2 separate regions of the Gossypium hirsutum genome follow, and region 1 is linked to region 2. Evidence: chromatin contacts called from public Hi-C data. All regions are on one chromosome and are shown on one strand. Each heading gives the region's core, a stretch centred on a gene start, on an enhancer-like site or on the middle of the called end of the contact. The rest is flanking DNA. Distances are from core to core; before and after follow the strand shown.

The links. Hi-C and Micro-C count contacts between places; a contact is called where the count stands out from the background.
Region 1: a contact with region 2 is called in a Hi-C map of leaf, with 2.9 times the contacts expected there. The contact joins the promoter of LOC107938161 here to the promoter of LOC107938164 in region 2. A contact is called at or near these places in 4 of 34 Hi-C or Micro-C datasets (all in leaf).

Annotation. Positions count from the first base shown.
Region 1 is chrA08:101,972,240-101,976,394 of Gossypium_hirsutum_v2.1, forward strand. It overlaps LOC107938161 (replication stress response regulator SDE2), which reads right to left and starts at 2,472. Exons shown (of 3, transcript XM_016871235.2): 1 at 1,823-2,472; 2 at 1,187-1,736; 3 at 195-596. The coding sequence starts at 2,472. The coding sequence ends at 450. It overlaps LOC107938159 (beclin-1-like protein), which reads left to right and starts at 2,833. Exons shown (of 10, transcript XM_041074602.1): 1 at 2,833-3,658; 2 at 3,960-4,155. The coding sequence starts at 3,508.
Region 2 is chrA08:101,729,175-101,733,984 of Gossypium_hirsutum_v2.1, forward strand. LOC107938164 (UV-stimulated scaffold protein A homolog) reads left to right here and starts at 1,335. Exons shown (of 2, transcript XM_041074270.1): 1 at 1,335-1,615; 2 at 1,884-4,030. The coding sequence starts at 1,418. The coding sequence ends at 3,710.

The DNA of each region.
Region 1 (4,155 bases), core at 1,222-3,721, 240 kb after region 2:
GTGATTTGATTTAAGGATGAAAAAAAAAGAAAACGAAAAATTAAATGAAAAGTTAAAATGAATTATTATTATTATTTTTTATGAAATTGAAGTCCCGATTGTATCTTACTGTAAACCATTCCAAATATATTGAGACCTGAAATATTCCATTTTATCAAAAGAATAGACAAGAACGCAAAGAATTGGGGTTTCAATTAGCTAAAACACCACATTCTTATCACCATTATCATTCCACAAATCTCAAAATTCAGTTTAGGCGAAGTGTAACTTACAGAGACCATTAGTTAATATCCCCTCATAGCTAACAGTGTTTTAGCTTACAAGAACCAACTTATACAATATTGAACAGAAGCGAAAGAAATATATACATTTCTCCGTTTGACAAAAAGGAACACTCCTTAGCAATACACTATGAGGTGATATGAAGCCTTAGCCTACTACATAGCTTTTCACTTCTTCGCAAGCAGCTTCCTTGGAAGCTTATCTAAAGGGGTAGATTTTAGCAGGAACAGACGAGCAGCTCGCTCTTGCAAAGTACCCCCACATTTTAGCCCACGTGACTGCAGTTCAGATTTCAACCGCTCCAATCCAAGAACCTTTTGAAATGATAAATTAGTTTGCCCCCCCCCCCCCCCAAAAAAAAAAAAGGATAAATTAGTTAGTTCTGAATCAACATTGAGCATTATAAAGGCAACAGCATCACCATGTGGCCCATGACAATTTAATGCATATGCCATTTTTAACTTCATTCCATGGTATCCTTTCTTCAATTCTCTAGTTTATATCATCCAACTACTTTTTTAACATCAACACGAAGACACTGCCTAAATAACATCAAACAGCTATGGCAGGATTTAAGCTTTAAGCTAAAGGAAAGCATTTAATAAAATTGCAACAACAAACTAAAGTAAAAAGGGTGAGAGACCGAAAGTTGTATCGCTTCTTCCACCTCCTAGATGCATCAATGGTATCAATCTCTATACAAGGGTGAGAATAACAAGGGCTAGAATGAACAGACAGCCCAAATAGTTCGGATTTATTTGTTAGCAAGTTTATAAACAATGTCTTTCAAACCATCTAAAATTCTATATCTACAAACTTTAATGATTAAAAAAGGAAATAAACAAGCACTCAAAATTAGCTAAGCCTAGGAAATAGGAAAAGAACTTCAAGTGAGCAACCATACCTCCATCTCTGCAGAAGAATTAAAGTCATCAAAGTTCAATGGATTTTCTGGTTCTGTAGCATTAACATTTGAAACTAATGTGTCTTTGTGAACTTCTGGTTTTGGGATAGAAGAACAATTAAGTCCATCAATCAATTCACTTCCAACTCCATTTTCCGCAACCGGATCAGCACTGAGACATTGACTAACTATTTCCTCTTGATTTTGAGTTTTAGTTCCATTTTGTTCTGGCATCTCAGGATGAGCTGCTTCACTCCCAGCAATCACATCTGCTTCAACCATGGCATCAACATCTTCACAAGATTCCGAGCTTCGATGCAGAACAACCTCCTTCTCTTCCTCAGAACCAGTACCACTTGAGACTCCAATTGAAAAGTCTATATCCTGTTTTCCCCCCAAAACTGAACCACAACTCCCCTCAGCTCCCTTACTAGAATCTGAATGATTCCCATTGTTCAAAACTACAGATTTCTCATTTTCCTCATTATCTTCATCCTCACTGCTATAATCACTGTCACTATCACTCTCATCCACTTTCCTCTTTCCCATCCTATATAAGCAAACAAAAATAAGTCAACAATCTATATATCAATACCAACCTTATAAACGGCAAATCAAAAGAGCTTAAAAACTTACCAAATCTTCAATCTTTTGGGGTCAGCTCCTCCCGGCACTGTCTTCCGTTTTCCATTTTGGCAGGCCGCCCTAACGGACTCTTCAACCACCGCCACGCACCTCGCCGACTGCTCTCTGTACTTCTCTACGTACTTCTCGGCCTCTCCATCTCCAACTCCTTTTTTCCCAGTTTTTGCTTTCTTCTTTATGAAGTCTTCAGCGATCTTCTCCAACTTTCTCTGTTCTTCCTCCGCTTTCCACTCCTCCAACCTCTTCTCGGCATTTACATGCCTTAGCCTCCTTCCGCTCATGTCTCGGCACGCCTCGAAATTGCTTGTCTTTTTCTGCCCGGCCTTTGTGGCTGCGCCACGCAGCAGAGACCCGAAACCTCCTTTGCCACCGAGGAGCCGGAGGGAAAGGTTGAGGGTAGCGTTGGAGTGGGAAATCACCGAATCGTCCTTGAGTTGATGGCCGCGAATCAGTCGCTGGAAATTGAAAGGGATTTGGGTAAATTCCTGAATTCGGTGCTTGACATCGCCGACTTGGACTTGAAGGGTCGGGAATAGGAGCGACAAAGTTTCACCATTGAGAAGTTTAACGAACAGCTGTAACTGCCTTGGGTTCAGGTCCTTCATGTCGATATCGTCTCCGCTGATTTGATCATCTTCCATAACAGGTACGTGTCCGTGATTTCAAGATGAAGATTTGGGGATCAGGGGAAAAGGAGAAACTAGGGTTGGGATCCTGATTATAAACCTAATTTCCCGAGTAGTCCATCTTTAATATATTGGGTGTTCGGGTCAACTCCGCCGGGTAACGGAGAATCCTTAAAAGAAAAGGCAAAAAAATGTTTAATTCATCAGAAGGCCTCAATTTTATAATATAAATTTTAAATTGATCCCAAACTTCAAAACATTTTAATTGTATCTTTAAAGTATTAATATTCTATCAACCAAATTCTTGTATCACCTTAGTCATTAGCTTGGATATCAAACATCAATTTAAATATGAGGTGAAACACATTTAATCACATAGTTCAAATTATAAATATATTTATTTATCATATGGACAATTTGGATCACACATGTTAATAAAATAACTTTCTTAAATTTATTAGCTCAATATACTTTTTAATATATCATATTCAAATTATTCATAAATGTAGGTACAAAGTTATTTGGTGTTTAATCCACTTGTTTTGATTTTTAAATATGCTTTATATCAAGTTTGAACTAATATCTAATGTTGAAATTAATACACATGCTGACATAGGGTAGGTTTGGATGGACGATATGTTTATCTGCGATTAATGTAAAGACAGTAGTGGCGGTGATATTAGGTATTGCACTAATATTGTAGCGTGAGACAAAAAGTAAGCTAAATGCACTGCACCCCACCGCACTCCACCGTCCGTCCAAACCCACCCATAATGACCTAATAGATATAATATTTATATTTTAAATATTTGATTAGAAGTTTAGAGAATAATTTAAACTTTAAGCAATAGTGTAGGGACTATTAGTGAAATTAATCCAAAAGTCGTTGGGCCTGGTCACAAAAAACCTGTCATAAAAACTGTTATGATTTCTTTTGTAATGTTTTACTTGGACGGCTCAACAATCGAAACAACGAAACCCTCCATCTCTCTCTCCCCTGATTGCCCGACAGCCCGAAAATCTCCCTTCACATAGAATTCGATTAGCTAAATGAAGAAGGAATATATACCCGATAAAGGTCGGAGCTTACCCGTGGATCCAAATCTCCCCAAATGGATCTGCCAGAACTGTCACCATTCCCTCTGTATCGTCGGATTCGATTCCTACGTCGACAAGTTCCCCAACGACTCTTCTCGATCAGGTTAGGGTTTCTCCAATCTCTTCCTTTTTAAATTTCTGCTTCTGCCCAGTTGTTGAATTTAATATTTTTTCGGTTTAATTAGCTGAGGATTAATTCTTTTCGATTTTGAAGTGGTCTGAGTTGCAAAACTTATAAAATTGGGGATTTTCTATTATCTTCATGTACTGATGCTGGAATTGGGACCAAAACACAGTGGATTCTTCAATTATTTTATTTGGCTACTAAGTACTAAACCTGACTATAATAGCAGTATTTCAAGCTGATGTTCCTTGCTAAGAAAATTGATGTATGAATGATGCAGCAATGCAGGGGGCTTCGATACATGGAGCTAGCAGCATGCTGGGTTCAACACGAATGGATAACTCTTTCGTCGTGCTGCCAAAGCAAAAGCCCTTGGCCCCAGGAATCCCTCCACGACCTCGTGGCATTCCTGGTCAGCCTGATACTGGCCAAGCTAGGAAAGGTATGGAAGAATCATTTGTGGTGGTTGATAAATC
Region 2 (4,810 bases), core at 85-2,584:
AAAAAGATTTTGAGTTAATTATGTTGACAAATTTTATTTTATTATTTTAATTCGATTTAAATTTTTTTCAAATCGAGTTGAGTGAGATAAAATTCGAATCAAATTAAATCGAATATATTTGTTCGAGTTAAATTTTAAAAAATACTTTGGGTCTTTGTAGCTACTGTCAGCTATTGTAATCAAATTTGTTACTAACTTTCATCCCCTCATAATTTATTTATTAATCTTTTATATACAAGTTAGCTTCTTTGCTTGCTTAGTTACATTAATTATCTTCTGATTCTTGTCACCATGGATTTTGAAATTAAAAAATATATTAAATGTAAAAAAAATATGTTTTTTAATAAAAGATATTTTAATGATAAAATGTAAAATTGATACCAATAGAAAATTTTAACACAAATATTTTATGGCATCATCAATAGTTTAATTTTAACAGAAATTGATAAAGATTCAATATGATTAAACAATTTAATAATACAAATAATACAAAAATTTAATTTAATGATATAAATAGTAAACATAAATTTGAAAAAAAATTGAGGCTTAAAAGGAAGTAAAAGTTTTGCAGGGGTTTGGGAGAAGTAAAAATTTTGAGGAGAGGGTAAAAGAAAAAAATTTGGGGGTTGAGGGAAAGTAATTTTTTGTTGGGGAAAGTAAAAGGATTTGAGTGGAGGAATTGGTAAAATGGAAGTAAAAAAATTTTATATCTAATTTATTCGAATTCGAAAATTTAACTCAATTTAAACTTAAAATTAAAAAAAATCGAGTTGATATAATTAATTTAATTCAAATAATTTAAAATTTAATTTTTTTAATCAATTTTTTATAATCGAATAGAATTTTAAGAAAAGCAAGACATTTACTATTCTTCCTGCAAATGCTATGCAGATGCAAAGAAAACAAGTACACGATTAACTTTGTCCTTATTTATATCAATGCGGTGCAATCAGTGAAGGCAAAAATTATTGTCAGTTGCTCAAACTCAACTCGTTGAATTGACTGAAATAATGGTCTAAACGTAGCTCAATCAACAATTTATTTCAACTCACAGATTTAGCTGATTTAATGTAAATATTTTCAAAGTTGAAAATAATATAATTCGTTTGTAAAATGAAAAGAGAAATAATAATGATTAAAAAAAAAGAAATGCATAATAGGGCTAATTTAGTGTTTGGGCTAGATTTTGACAGCACACAAAACCTCCAAAGGGCCATGCTGAAGGCCTGTAAACCAAATTTTAACCATTCCCTCAGCCTTAGGCCTTAGCCCAGTCCAGTATTCGCCTCTATCCGTGTTAATTGTTGACTTTGCTCGCAACGGAATTTCGCGGATAAGTTATTATAATATGATGCAATATAAATTAGGGATTTTGAAAAATAAATAACAAGAATTGGAAAACTCATAACATCGGGGCATGGCGATGCCGGTGGAGATGGAGATGGAGGAGAGAGGAAAAGTCGGGGCTTTGATAGAAAAAGCCACGAACTCGACTGCCTCCGAGGTTGATCCACGTCTTCTCAAAGCAATCAAATCAGTGGTGCGGTTCTCCGATTCGGAGCTACGACTCGCCGCCCATACCCTCATGGACCTCATGAAACGCGATCATTCCCAGGTCTTCTATCTATCCTTCTCTAACGAGTTAGTAAATAAGTGGATTTTGATTTCGGTTAAATTTCCCTTTCTTTCTTCAATTTTAGTTTCCTTGCCTAATGCACGTTCTGCAATTGGATTTCTAGGGCATCCAGTCTTTATTGTTGTAACGAAATTCAGGATCCTTTTAACTATTAATAATTTATTTTCTTTTCTAAATTGAAAAAGGAAAATGCTAAGAGATTGGTGTTCGAAGGAATTTGAGTTTTTGAGACTTGCTATTATTGCAGGTTCGTTATCTCACGCTTCTTATAATTGATGAACTTTTCATGCGGTCTAGGCTTTTTAGAACCCTTTTGGTTGAGAACTTAGATCAGTTATTGGCCTTAAGTGTTGGGTTTAGAAGAAATATGCCGCTCCCAGCTCCTCCGGCTATTGCATCAACTTTGCGTTCCAAGGCAATTGAGTTCTTAGAGAAGTGGAATGCATCTTTTGGGGTTCATTACAGGCAGCTTAGGTTAGGTTTTGATTATCTTAAGAATACTCTCAGGTTTCAGTTTCCTAACCTTCAGGAGACTGCAGCAAGGATAGAACGAGAGAGGAGGGAAAGAGAGAGAAGGACTAGGGAGATTTTACAGAACAAGTTTGAAACGCTGAAGATGAATTTTAGTTCTGTTAAGGAAGAAATACAGGCTACAGTTGATGAGATAGGAGAATGTTTAGATATTGTTCGCACTAAAGTGGAAGGCATGCCACACGTCTTATTGGATGACGAAGATTTTGTAGAGTTTCGATCTTCTGAGTTGAGGCAGATCCGTCTTGATTCATTAAAGGAAGGAGAAAAGGTTCATGAGAACAGCGATAACAAAGTGGTTTTCGATGCATTAAGAGAGCTGTATAAGCTTTTAGTAACCAAGCATCTGGTTTCAGTACAAGAATGGATATCTCTTCTTGTAAGGGTTGAAGTGGCTGACAACAGGTCACGAGATTCCATGTTGAAGGACTTGATTGATATCCGAAACAGTCTCATATCTGTGAAGAAGGATTGTGAAGAATCTGGTTGTACTTTACCCAAAACTGTGAATAAAAACGAAGAAGAGGAGGAAGACTTCTGGGAGGAAGGTAATTTGGGATTGACTGAGAATGGAAGTACTACTGAACCTGAGAAGCGAAGGGAGGTTCAAAGTTCCAACATTGAAAAGAGAAGTAAATCTGTGGAGGATAGGAATTCTAAGAAGTCTAATAAACAGAGTGGAAATCTTGCTAAAGTGTCAGCTTCTTGCAAGGTGAAAGCCAAAGATAAAGAATGCAGTAGTTCTAAGGGCAAAGAGTGTTCGGGTAGTGAAAAGTCTGTTAGGAGTGAGCTTTTGGCTGAAGCTCCAGTTCTCAGGTGGGGTTCTTTCATGGATAATTGGGGCTCAGTCTCTAATAAGGATACATTATTAAATCAGAAAGGCTTGGAGTTTGACAATCACTGGGGAAGAGTAGATTATGATGCCGTGATTCCAGCCGAGAAAATTGCAGAATTGAATCTTCAGTCGATTGTTTACCAGGAAAACTTAGGAGAGATCCAACCATGTCGTGCACCTTTGAAAAAAGGTGGACTTTGTCAGAGAAGAGACTTGAAGGTTTGCCCATTTCATGGGCCCATTATACCTCGTGATGATGCAGGAAACCAAATCAATCAGAGTTCTTCAATAGATGATACAGATCCTGGTTTAGGCTCTGATTTAGCAGAGCAGTTAGCAAAACAAGCTGTGAAGAATGTTAGGGAGCGAGATAAAGAGGATGCGAGGAAGAGAAAACTTGATAAACAGTCATTACAGCGGGAAAAGCTAGCAAGAGTTCGGGAGCACAATGATGCTGTTCTTCGTGATGCTGCAATAGCTTCAACATCAAGATCAACAGTTTTTGGAGAAGACATGGGGGAAACTGTTGGTGAGAATCCAGTTGGGAGAAACAAACAAACTCTAGCATCAATGCTGCGGAAGAAAGTTACAATGAAAGATAGGTTAGCTCAGAGACTTTTGAACACCCGGGCAACAGAGGCAACGCTAAGACAGATGACCCAGGGTGAGGATGCAACTTATAGAGAAACATTTCCCAATCAATGGTAGATGGGTTTCCTTATTATTAAGTTATCGGGCATTTCTTGAAGTGTTACGCCGATAAATCCATAGGGAAGTACTGGGCAAACAAATTCCAATGGTGTTCCTGTGCTTATATAATGCACAAACCGATCAAATATTAATTGCATTAATCAAGCTATTTCGATCAAATTCCTCTATGAGCTTGAGGAGTCTAGTTGTGTCGTTTTCAATCAGTCATGATAGCATTTAAGCAATAGACCTCATATTGTAAGTTTTGTGATATTCACGTGTTTGTTTTGTTAATTCTTGGAATATAAATAAAGAGCTAGAATGTTAGATCGGTTTTCTATGCAATAAAGCAATAGACTTCGTGCTGGTTGATTGGCTATGTTGTACAGTTAAAATTAACAAAATGAAATTGCCTAGTAAATTTACATCTTATATGCAAGGAATTATATATATCCATGATTTACGTGGTCTATGCCATAGCATGTAGCGCCCATTAAAAGAAAGTTCAGATAATTCAGATAATTTATATAGGTTCAAAGTTCTTCCAAGAGACAATTGCTATAATATCCCAAACAACTGGCAAAACCAGGAGGAATCCAGCAAACCAGGTCAGACATGGGACATAGAAGGAAGGTTGGAACTGTATTTTTGCTTTGCTTATATGTTAGATTGGTTGGCAATCAATGTTATTAGTTAATGCAGTAGGGCCAGTAGGTGACCCTCCTTAAACCAGTAAACAGAGAATCACTAACTACAGTTTAATTTAAATGATCAAAAATTGAACCCAATTGGTTCATGTGTTTACCCTTAAAAGATTGTCGAATCTCAGCATTTGTTATATCCTCAGCCTACAGGATTACAATTTGTCTCTACTAGTAAGTAGCCTAATTTCCCTTTCAAGTTGAAGTAACGTTGAACCCAAGTCACCTCCTTTTGCTATTATTATCCCATTCTTTCTCTCAATATGCATATTTATACGATGATGACGTATGGGGATGTAGTCCTGATAAGCACATCCTATTTTGTATAATCAGTTGCCAAAAATAGAAGACATTTTCAAACAAAAATCTTGGAGTAAAATGTAGGGTTTAATTATAAAATTGAAACTATATTTTCTC